Regions from separate parts of the Sus scrofa genome. Here region 2 is linked to region 1. A link is a contact called in public Hi-C data. All regions are on one chromosome and are shown on one strand. The core of a region is the stretch at or near the end of the contact, and the rest is flanking DNA. Distances in the headings are between cores, read along the strand shown. Region 1 holds the start of MAMLD1 (mastermind-like domain-containing protein 1). Region 2 overlaps MTMR1 (myotubularin-related protein 1).

What was found. A called contact is a pair of places that touch in the nucleus more often than the background predicts.
Region 2: a Hi-C map of skeletal muscle shows a contact between it and region 1, with 3 times the contacts expected there. The contact joins the enhancer-like site here to the promoter of MAMLD1 in region 1. A contact is called at or near these places in 1 of 5 promoter capture datasets (liver), 3 of 47 Hi-C or Micro-C datasets (adipocytes, embryonic fibroblasts and skeletal muscle) and 1 of 2 datasets of contacts at active chromatin or transcription factors (skeletal muscle).

Annotation. Positions count from the first base shown.
Region 1 is chrX:122,118,600-122,123,051 of Sscrofa11.1, forward strand. It overlaps MAMLD1 (mastermind-like domain-containing protein 1), which reads left to right and starts at 1,676. Exons shown (of 8, transcript XM_021079616.1): 1 at 1,676-1,759; 2 at 2,268-2,358.
Region 2 is chrX:122,406,842-122,411,386 of Sscrofa11.1, forward strand. MTMR1 (myotubularin-related protein 1) reads left to right here. Exons shown (of 17, transcript XM_013991042.2): 4 at 3,530-3,553. Among named protein-coding and RNA genes, the nearest start is that of MTMR1, 14 kb to the left of the region's middle. Within about 2 kb of position 1,435, at least 3 of the 83 cell types and tissues checked have an H3K27ac peak or open chromatin away from gene starts, as enhancers often do. A contact at or near this core is called in skeletal muscle, where this site is marked.

The DNA.
Region 1 (4,452 bases), core at 426-2,925:
AGACAGCAGTGAGCCAAACAGGGGCTGCCTGCCGGCGGCCCTCGCGGGAGCTAACCTATAGACGAGGCCGGCTAGTGGCAAGAGCTAAAGAGAAAACAAAGCAGGAAGGCCAGAGGAAGTGCCAGCGATGGGTGTGGGGCTTTGAATTGTTACATAGGTTGGCCAGGTGACATTGGTGTCAAGATGAAAGGAAATGAGGGAGCCAGCCCAGTGGATGTCTGGGAAAGTGAATTCCAAGCGAGGGAGCAGCCAGTGCAAAGGCCCTAAGGAGGCGTGTGTCTGGTGCGCTGAGGAAGAGTCAGGAGGCCTGGAGGAGAGCAAGCCCAGGCAAGAGGGCAGACAACATCATCCCGATTCGTGTCTGCTAGGCCCCTGGAAGCACGTCAGTTTTACTGAGTGAAATGAGGAGCCACTGCAGGTGCTCAGAGAACAGAGACTATACTGGGGTGGGGGAGGGGAGGATGAGGGAGGTAGGAAACAGAGCAACTTTCTATTAGGTAGCTTCTAGAATAATCCGGGGGTGGGGAGAGGCCCCGGGGGCTGGGCCCAGGGGGTAGCAGTGGGGGAAGACAGAAGGCTGGGAGTGAGGATGCATTTTTTGAAGGTGGAGACAACAGTACCGTCCGCTTCTCTGGATGTGGGGTGTGAGCGAGAAAGAAGAATCCAGAAAACCTGCAGGGAATTCAGCCTGGGCAATTCGCAGGATGGAGCCACCATGAACGGAGGTGGCCCAGCTTAGGAGGATCGGCTTTGGGGGATGACCAGGAGCTCGCCTCAGGCCCCCTGAAGCTTGGGGTGTCTAGGGGCCATCTAGGTGATGGTGCCAAGCAGGCCGCTGATCCCCTGGCCCAGGGGCAGCTGTGATCTCTGTGATGCCCACTGGGGAAGCAGAGGAGAAGTGACCTGAGGGTGGAGAGAAGGTTTCTGGGAACAGAACCCCATTTTCCACCTCGGGGACCAGCGCGCCTTGCGCCAGGCGGCAATCAAATTTTAAGAACACTCTGCAATGCTCGGTAACCGACACGGTTACCCCCAGTTTCGCTTTGTTTAATCCGATTCCCTTTGAGACACTCGGGAGCTCCTTCTCATTCTAGGGGGACATGGTCGCTCTAGGGTGACTCCTCTCCCTGCAGGACCCCGGCCAGGCCAGGGGCCGGGACTCCACCGCGGCCTTGTCTGGAGTGAAGGTTACCAGAGAGTCAATAACCTCTCCTGGCCGCTGGCCCTCTCCAGCGCGGCCCGGCCCGGCCCGGGGGGATTCCTTCCCCCAACCGGGCTGAGCCGCGCACCCCCACGGCGCCCCGGGGGCCGCGCTCGCTCGCTGCCCGCTACCCGGGCTGGCTTCGGAGCCGGAGTCTGACACCTGTGCCCAGCGGTGGCGGCCGGACCTCGCTCTTCAGTCAGGAAACTTCGGGAACGGCTCAGAGGCGAGCGCCCAGCTCCGTTGCGCCTACGCAGCCCACGAAAGGACTTCGCTCGGTTCTGGGAGGGGGCCCCGCGCTTCCCGCGGGCCGAGGGCGTGGGCGTGGAGGGGAGGAGGGGCCGAGTGGGCGGCGGGCCCACCCCTTTATTCCTGGCCCGCAGCTCGGCCGACTCGGACCAGATGTGCTGGTGACAGGTCGCTCCTCTGAGGTGCGGGCGGGAGCCTGGAGGGAGCCCGCTCTGGGGCTGCGCCGGGCGCTGCTGCTGTCGGTCCGGACGCGGCGTCCGCGGGCTGAGCTCGGGCCCCGCCGCCGCCGCCGCCGCCTTGCAAGCCCAGGTTGGGAACCGCAGCCCGGGCGGGGACCCCGGGGCAGGGGCGCGGGGTCAGCCCCCCTTCCGGTGGGGGGCCGGGTGTGGGACGGGGGACGGGAGCCACGGGCCTCTCGGCGCCCGGGCGGAGGGCGAACGGCGCGCTCTGGCTCGCCGGGCAGTTCCCCAGAAGCCGTGTTCCTGCAGAAGCCGCAGGTGTCTGCCCCGGGATAACCCCGCGCCGCGAGAGGCCCGGCCAGCCCAGCTCCCGCGGGGGCTTCGCCCGCCCGCGGCCAGAGAGGCGGGAGACTGGCTGGCGCGCCCGGGCTCCTTGCTGAGCAAGCCGGCGGGCCGCGCAGCCAGGGTCCGCACGGAGGCCGCGGCGGCGGCGGCGGCGGGGGGGCGGGGAGTGGACGGAGGAGGAGGGGGCGGGGGCGGCCGGGGGGAGGGGGCTGGAGGGGGACGCTGGGCGAGGAGGGGGCGGGTGCAGCGGAGTCGTCGCCACCTGAGAGCCCCGGTCCCCACTGCCGTCACAGCAGGTCGCCTGGGCCGTCTGGGGCGGGAGCCAGCGAGCAGACGCGTCGGCCGTGAGACCCGCGCCCGGCACCCGGCAGCCGCCCGCCGAAGGTGAGCGCCCTCCCGGGGCGAGGGGCGGGAGGGCCAGGCCGCCGCTCTCGGGTCGGTCTCCGCGGGGAATGGGAAAGGGGGAGGGGAGATGGAACCGGCTACTTTACGGCGAGACTCCTGTCCGGTGACGATCGGGAGTCCTCCGGGGAGCGGCCATCTCGCTCCGATTCTCTCTCCCGCCCCCGGTGGCTCTGCCCCTCCGGCTCCGGCTCTGTCGGTGCCTGTCTGGGATTCTGTCTCTCCCTCTCTCGTCCCCCTCGGTCTCTGTCAGTCTGGCGCGCTCTCTCGCCCAGTCGCCGGCGAGGGCTGGCTCTGCCGCTCTCCCTGCTCGCTCTCCGTCCGTCAGGGGCGCGCACAGCTCACCAGCTCGCTCGGCCCAGAAGCGGGAAGTCTACCTGCCGCCAGCGGGCTTCCCAAGCGCGCGGGGCTCCGCCTGCCGCCCTCGGGCGAGCTCCATCCGCTCGTGCCCGGGGGCGCTCGGTCACCCCGCTGTCGCCTCTCTCGCCAGCAGCGCACCGTCTAGGCGGGCCACCTGCCGGCAGGGGCGCCGACCGCCTTCCCGCTGCGCGCGGAGCCGCCAAGGTGAGTGCCCCCGTGCCCCTTCCGGCCCTCCCGCCGCTCCCCGGCTGCCCCGGCTCGACTTGGCTGGAGAAACCGGGCGACCACAGCGAAGCCTGCCTGCGGCCGCTTTCCCTTTCTAAGAGTGGCCGGAGGGCCCCGTAGGCCCCTCGGGCGGCCGCCGCGCTTCCGCCGCCCCTGGCCCCATGCCGGCCGGGGGAACTCGGCGTTTCGGGGCTCAGGGCCGGCGGGGTCGCGGGCGGGGCAGCGCGGCTTCCCCTTTAAGGCCGGAGCCGCTCGTCGCCGCGAGTGTGAGGGTGTGTGAGTGTGCGGCGTGCGTGTCTCCTCCTCCCCGAGTGACACAGCAGTGAGAAATGCCTATCAGTAACTTAAACCCCCGAAACTCCACCTTCCGGGCGCGCGGCGCGGAGCCGGGCGGTGGGAATGGAGCGAGCAGATTGAGGCCGCCGCTGCAGCGCCGCCGGCATGAACTTGGCCCCGAGCTGAAGCGGCCGGCGGCGGGCGGGTGCGGGGGCACCGGCCGCTAGCCAGGGGGTTGATCTGCAGCCGGGCCGGGCCACTCGGCGGGCGCCGGAGGCCAGGCTGCCCGCGCCCGCGGCCGCCCGCCCCTCGGGCACTGCCCCCGCTGCCGCCGCCGCCGCCGCCGCCGCCGCCGCCGCCGCGGGAGCTCCGCAGCACGGTAAGGCTGAAGGCGGGCGCGGGAGGTCTGAATGCTCTGGGGGCTCCGGGGTGCACTTGTAGCCCCCACTTGTGGTCACCGTTGTGGACGAGCGGGGGCCCCGGGATACTGAGAGCTGGGGGACCCCAAAGTTTGCTCCGAGCTCACGGCCCACCTGGCGCTGCGCGCGGTCGCCCCCTTCCCGGACTGGCTGTGCCGAGCTGAGCGCAGCTCGCATCGCCGGGGGCTGTGGCCTCTGCCTGCACCCCGGCTCCCGCCGGGCGTCTGGAATCGGGCGGGGCAGTCAAGCACCGAGGGAAGAAGGCAGAGGGGCGCGGGCCACGCGGGCTCCCCCCGGCCGCGCCGGCCTACCGGGAGGTTCCCGCTCCGTCCCGGCGCAACCCGGGCCGCTCGCAGCCCGGATGCCACCGGCGACGCTGCCTTCGCATACCAGCTCTCTGAGCCCGGGCCAGTTGGCCGTGGGCGCTGGGAACAGGATACCCCCCCCCAACCTGTACCCCGTTTGCCGCCGCCGAGCGGGAGCGTGGAGTGTGCGCCCGCCGAGAGTCCGCTGCCTTTCGTTCCCCTTCCTGCCAAATTCTCCTCTGGAGAGCGGCCCTGAGCAGAGCTGGCGGCCGGAGGCAGCCCCGACTGGGCTCCGGCCCGGCTCCCCGCGCCCCCGCGCCCCGAGCTCCCAGGCCTCGGAGCGGCGGCAGAGCCCGGCGCCGGGCGCCAGCAAGGGCGGGCGGGAAGCCCCCCGGAGCGCCGCCAAATACTTTTCGCGGCCAGTTGACCCGGCCAAGCTCTGTCCCGATGCAGCGTGTCCGAAGCCGCTTGGAAAGCTGGCCATACCGTCT
Region 2 (4,545 bases), core at 185-2,684, 290 kb after region 1:
ACACATAGTCCCCTCTGGGAGGGTCCCGAGATGAGGAGCTTCTGTCTCTGTGGGGTTCGGTGGCATTCAGATGCATTCAGCCCAGAAGCTCACCGCACCCTATGGTGTAGGGCTTTTTATGGAGGCCATTAAATAGGCATAATCAATTATCAACTCATTTTGCAGCCCCTCTCCCCTCTCCAGAGGATGGGGAGTGGAGCTGGAAGTTGCTGGCTTTGCATCATGGTTTGGTTGTTCCTGTAACCAGCCCCCATCCAGGAGCCCACCAAGAGTCACTTCTTTAGAAGAGAAGACACACCTATCACTCAGGAAATTGCAAGGGTTTTAGGAGCCCTGCATCGGAAAAACAGGGTCAAAGACCAAATAAACTTTTAGGCAGTCTTCTTGTGTTGTTAAAGAGATTTTTTCAGGTTTTTGCACCTTCTTGTAGGTTTTGGGCATGTGTAGGAGTTGACAGGGGATGTAGGGCAGGTCAAGAGAGTTGCTGTGAGAGTTGGGGAGGCTGCAGCCCATCGATTTAAAAAGGCCGCCTAAATGGTACTGACACGAACAGCCCCCGCTTCGTGAGGACTGTGCACTGCAGGTACAGTTGTGCCACCCGGTTTAACCCTCGCAGGTGCCTGGGAGGAAGGTGCGGTCAGCATCAGCGAGGTGGAGGAGGAGACTAGGCCCCGAGGCCTGTGTGGCTGCCTGAGGTCAGTCAGCACTGGACGCAAGATTCCAGTCCCGGAGTTTGAAAACTTTTTTAACCACGGAGCCCACTTGCCCTCCTAGGCCTAGGTTGGGAGATGTCTTCTCAAGTCTTCCAGTGAAGCTGAAATGACTGCTCGGGTTCGAGAACTGGCCAGGACCTGGAGGTCCTTCCTGGACCCCACTCCTTCTGTGTGTGTGCCAACATACAGATGCAGAGGCCTGCATCTGCCGGCGAGAGCTGGCCCCAGGCCTCCTGCCTACAAACCACCGCTCTCTCCTTTGGCCGCGATCAGAATCAGAGTCCAGAAGAAGAAAATGAACTTCTCTGTGTGCCTGACAGAGAGAACCACGGGGGGATCAAGTCAGGCGAGCCTCCCCCGAGCGGCCTGGCCTCACTCGAGCGCCGAGGGTTCAGGGCGACAGGTGAGGAGGGTGTGCGGGCCGGAGCCGGGCTCTCCCACCGCTTGCCGTTTGGGTTAGTTTCTCCTTCCGGGAGCGAAGGCCTGGTGACAGCGGTGTATCTCCTACACGTAAGGCCCCGTTTCACTGCTTGTGGATGCTGCCTTTTTAGTTTGCAGTTGTTACTGTCACTTTATAGACCAAACATTGAACGAGTAACTGTAGTTACAGAACAAATGTGAAAATAACTCGCTGGAGCGGAGGTTTGGCGGCGGGGAGGAGAAGGGAGCCGAGAGGCAGTGGCGGTGTTTGCTTCATCAGCCCTCCAGGGAGTCGGGAGCGCTCTGCGCGGGGAGGCTCCAGTTTCTGTGCGTTAATTATAGCGGCTCCCGCTGCGGCCCGTAGCAGACCATCTGGTTTAAGTACTTGCCTCACACCCTGATCTTGGCCAGATTTCTTAACTGTGCCTTGGTTTCCTCATCCAAAAATGGGGCCAGTAATAGTTTTTTATGTCACAACGTTGCTCTGGGAATGAGTTGATACATACATGGTTCTTAGAAGACTCTCTGCCCCAGAAGAATCATCACATGAGTTTTTTTTTGTTTTTTTTTTTTTATGATGTACCTGCTGCAGAAAGAAGGTAAATAAAAGAACTAAAGATGAAAATTTCAATCAGCAGAGATTGGCAAGAGGGTGGCCGTGGTTTGAGAAAGCTTATTTTCTCATCTTTTAGAACGGGAGGTCACTAGCTACTGTTTAAAGTTGACACATCAAGAAGCAGTGGTGGGAGTTCCCGTTGTGGCGCAGCGGAAACGAATCCGACCAGAAACCATGAGGTTTTGGGTTCGATCTCTGGCCTTGCTCAGTGGGTCAAGGATCCGGCATTGCTGTGAACTGCCATGTAGGTCGCAGATGCGGCTCGGATCTGGTGTTGCTATGGCTGTGTAGGTCAGCAGCTGTAGCTCCAATTCAGCCCCTAGCCTGGGAACCTCCATATGCCACGGGTGTGGCCCTAAAAAGCCAAAAAAAAAAAAAAAAAAAAAGCAGTGGTGTAACCATACTTCTAGTTATGGAAGTGTTCTGATTTCAAAATAGGTCGAGTCATAAACATGCTTATCACTGAGGAATGAAGCTCGGGAGAAGAGACTCTATTTTGAGTTTTTTTAAATTGACATAAGCATTTATTTTATTTATTTGGTATCAACCTTCCTGTTGTAATTAACAAATGATAAACTTCCCATATTTGTACTATACAAATTGCTCAGTTTTGCTAGGTGCACATTTGTGAAACTACCACCACAACTAAGATGGTAAACATTCGTCACCACCACCCTCCAAAAAAAAAAAAAAAGGGCCAGGTTTAAGCTTCTTCGTCTAAATAGTCTTTATTTAGGAACGTCTGGGCTTTAATTCTCTTTGAGCTCTGGCAACACTTAATTCAGATGCTCTTTTTGCTTTAAAGAGTGTTTTCTTTTAATGAGGATACCACGATGTTTTTTGAAGTGCATGTCCTTGCATTCATGTGATCTTCTTATCTGTCCTCAGTAAAACCTATACAGCTGGTAAGAACCTCTGGTGATTCTTTTTTAGTAATCTGCTTTCCATAGAACATCCCGTGTTCTAGCCTGGGTAACGACGATCGGAGTTCAGACTCTAGGATGGGGAACCATTTTCCCTCCCCAGGGCTCCCCGAATGCTTATGCTGCACGTCCAAGGAGGAGCGACAGCAATAACCTCGCGGGCATCACTGTCCCAATTTAGTAGAGCTTGGCTTCCCCTTGCCCGGAGCCCCCCCACCTTCCCACCTGGGGTCACCCCTTCCCGGTGCAGCAGCGCTGGTGTGACAGAGGGGCACCTTCTCCCTGGGGGGCGGCCACCTCGGGGAGGTGTATTCTGGAGTCCCAAGTGCGAGTTGGAAGTAGAATTCCTATAGAAACTGGGTCAAGATTTGTGGTCAACTCGGCTTTGTGAGTTGACCATTAACGCCATAGCGGAGCCGTGCTCGGCGTCAGCTGTGGGCGCTTTTGTGGTTTCTTGGTTCGGTTTTGTTTGGTTTCTGTGGGCTGGTTTGGGAGCAGAACCGCCTTTTTATATCATTGTTTCTATGGGGAAAAGGCATTCAGTATTCCAAACAGACACACAAATGAACTTTTCAAACACAGCCTGTTCACATTGTCTTGTAATAGCGCTTGACAGAAGGGGTTTGTATTTACAATAATGTAGTTTGTCTCAGCCTGAGGGTGATAAGTTTCTCCAAATCATAGACTTGCCTGAAAATTACAGGACAAATGTGTTAGGATTGATTGGCTATTGAATGAAACTTAGAGGGCAAATGGGTTAGGATCGACCCGCTTGCCGTTACTTGGAGGACCAGGCTGTTGCGCGGGCACGGGATCGTTCACAGGTCAATGATGATATTCTGTGTTTTAACTGACAGGTTTTCAGGAGGCCTGATATCAGGGTAAGGATGTTTGGCTTTCAGCAGACGGGCCTCCCACTCGTGTGTCTCTGTGCTTTATCGAACCCCTAGTCTATTTAGTGTTCTTTACCTTCTCACTGGTTTTATGAGTCACTCGGATCAATTTGCTCTGCTGTGTCATAGCTTTAAGTGTTCACTAGAAATGCTTTATTTGTTACAGTGTCTTGATGTGCGAAAAAGCCAATGTGTGTGAGGGCAGGATGTGCAGTACTGCCTTTTGTTGTGTTACATGAATTCTGACCCAATGGATATTCATGGCAGGGGCTTATAAAGCTAGGCCCACAGAATCCTCTTTTAACCTTGCTCTTTGTGTAATTCATGCTAAAGATCTAACAACAGCAGCAGCAACAAAGTGGTCAGTTGTTATCCACCCTGAGTAAGAGATCTGAGTAAGATTTCAAGTCTCGAGGACAAGATCAAGTAAGATTTCATGTTTGCATGCCGAATCCCCAAAGCAGAAGTGCTAATCTTGAAGATAAATTTAGCAACATCAGCCCCATTTAAAAGACAGAGGTAGCTGTTACAGCTAGTGGATTATAGCTTATGTTTTCTTCATGATGTTCCTTCCCCTTTATTTCAGAATATTCATAAAGCAAGACAAAGATTGGTAATGTGCATGCATTTAAACCTGAGTATCAAATGTTGACAATTAACCTATTTCCTTTAAGTGAAAACAATGTGTTTTAATCCTATCGAAGCCAATGAAGTAGTACAAAAATAAGCAAGCTAAAGCAGATTCTTATTCTAGTTGGTCTGTCTTTGTTTAATTTTGTTTTCACCACGTTCTCTTTTGCTCATGGGAATCGTTTTCTTTCACCAATTCACATTGTTAAACATTCGTGTTGGGCTGTACACGTGCATGGACTTTGAAATGCTGCGTGGTTTTTGGTTGTTTAGTCATTCATTCTTCTGTTTTTAAATTTCTGATCAAAGAATGATTCCATTTTCTTTGTATTTAAAAAAATGGAAATTTC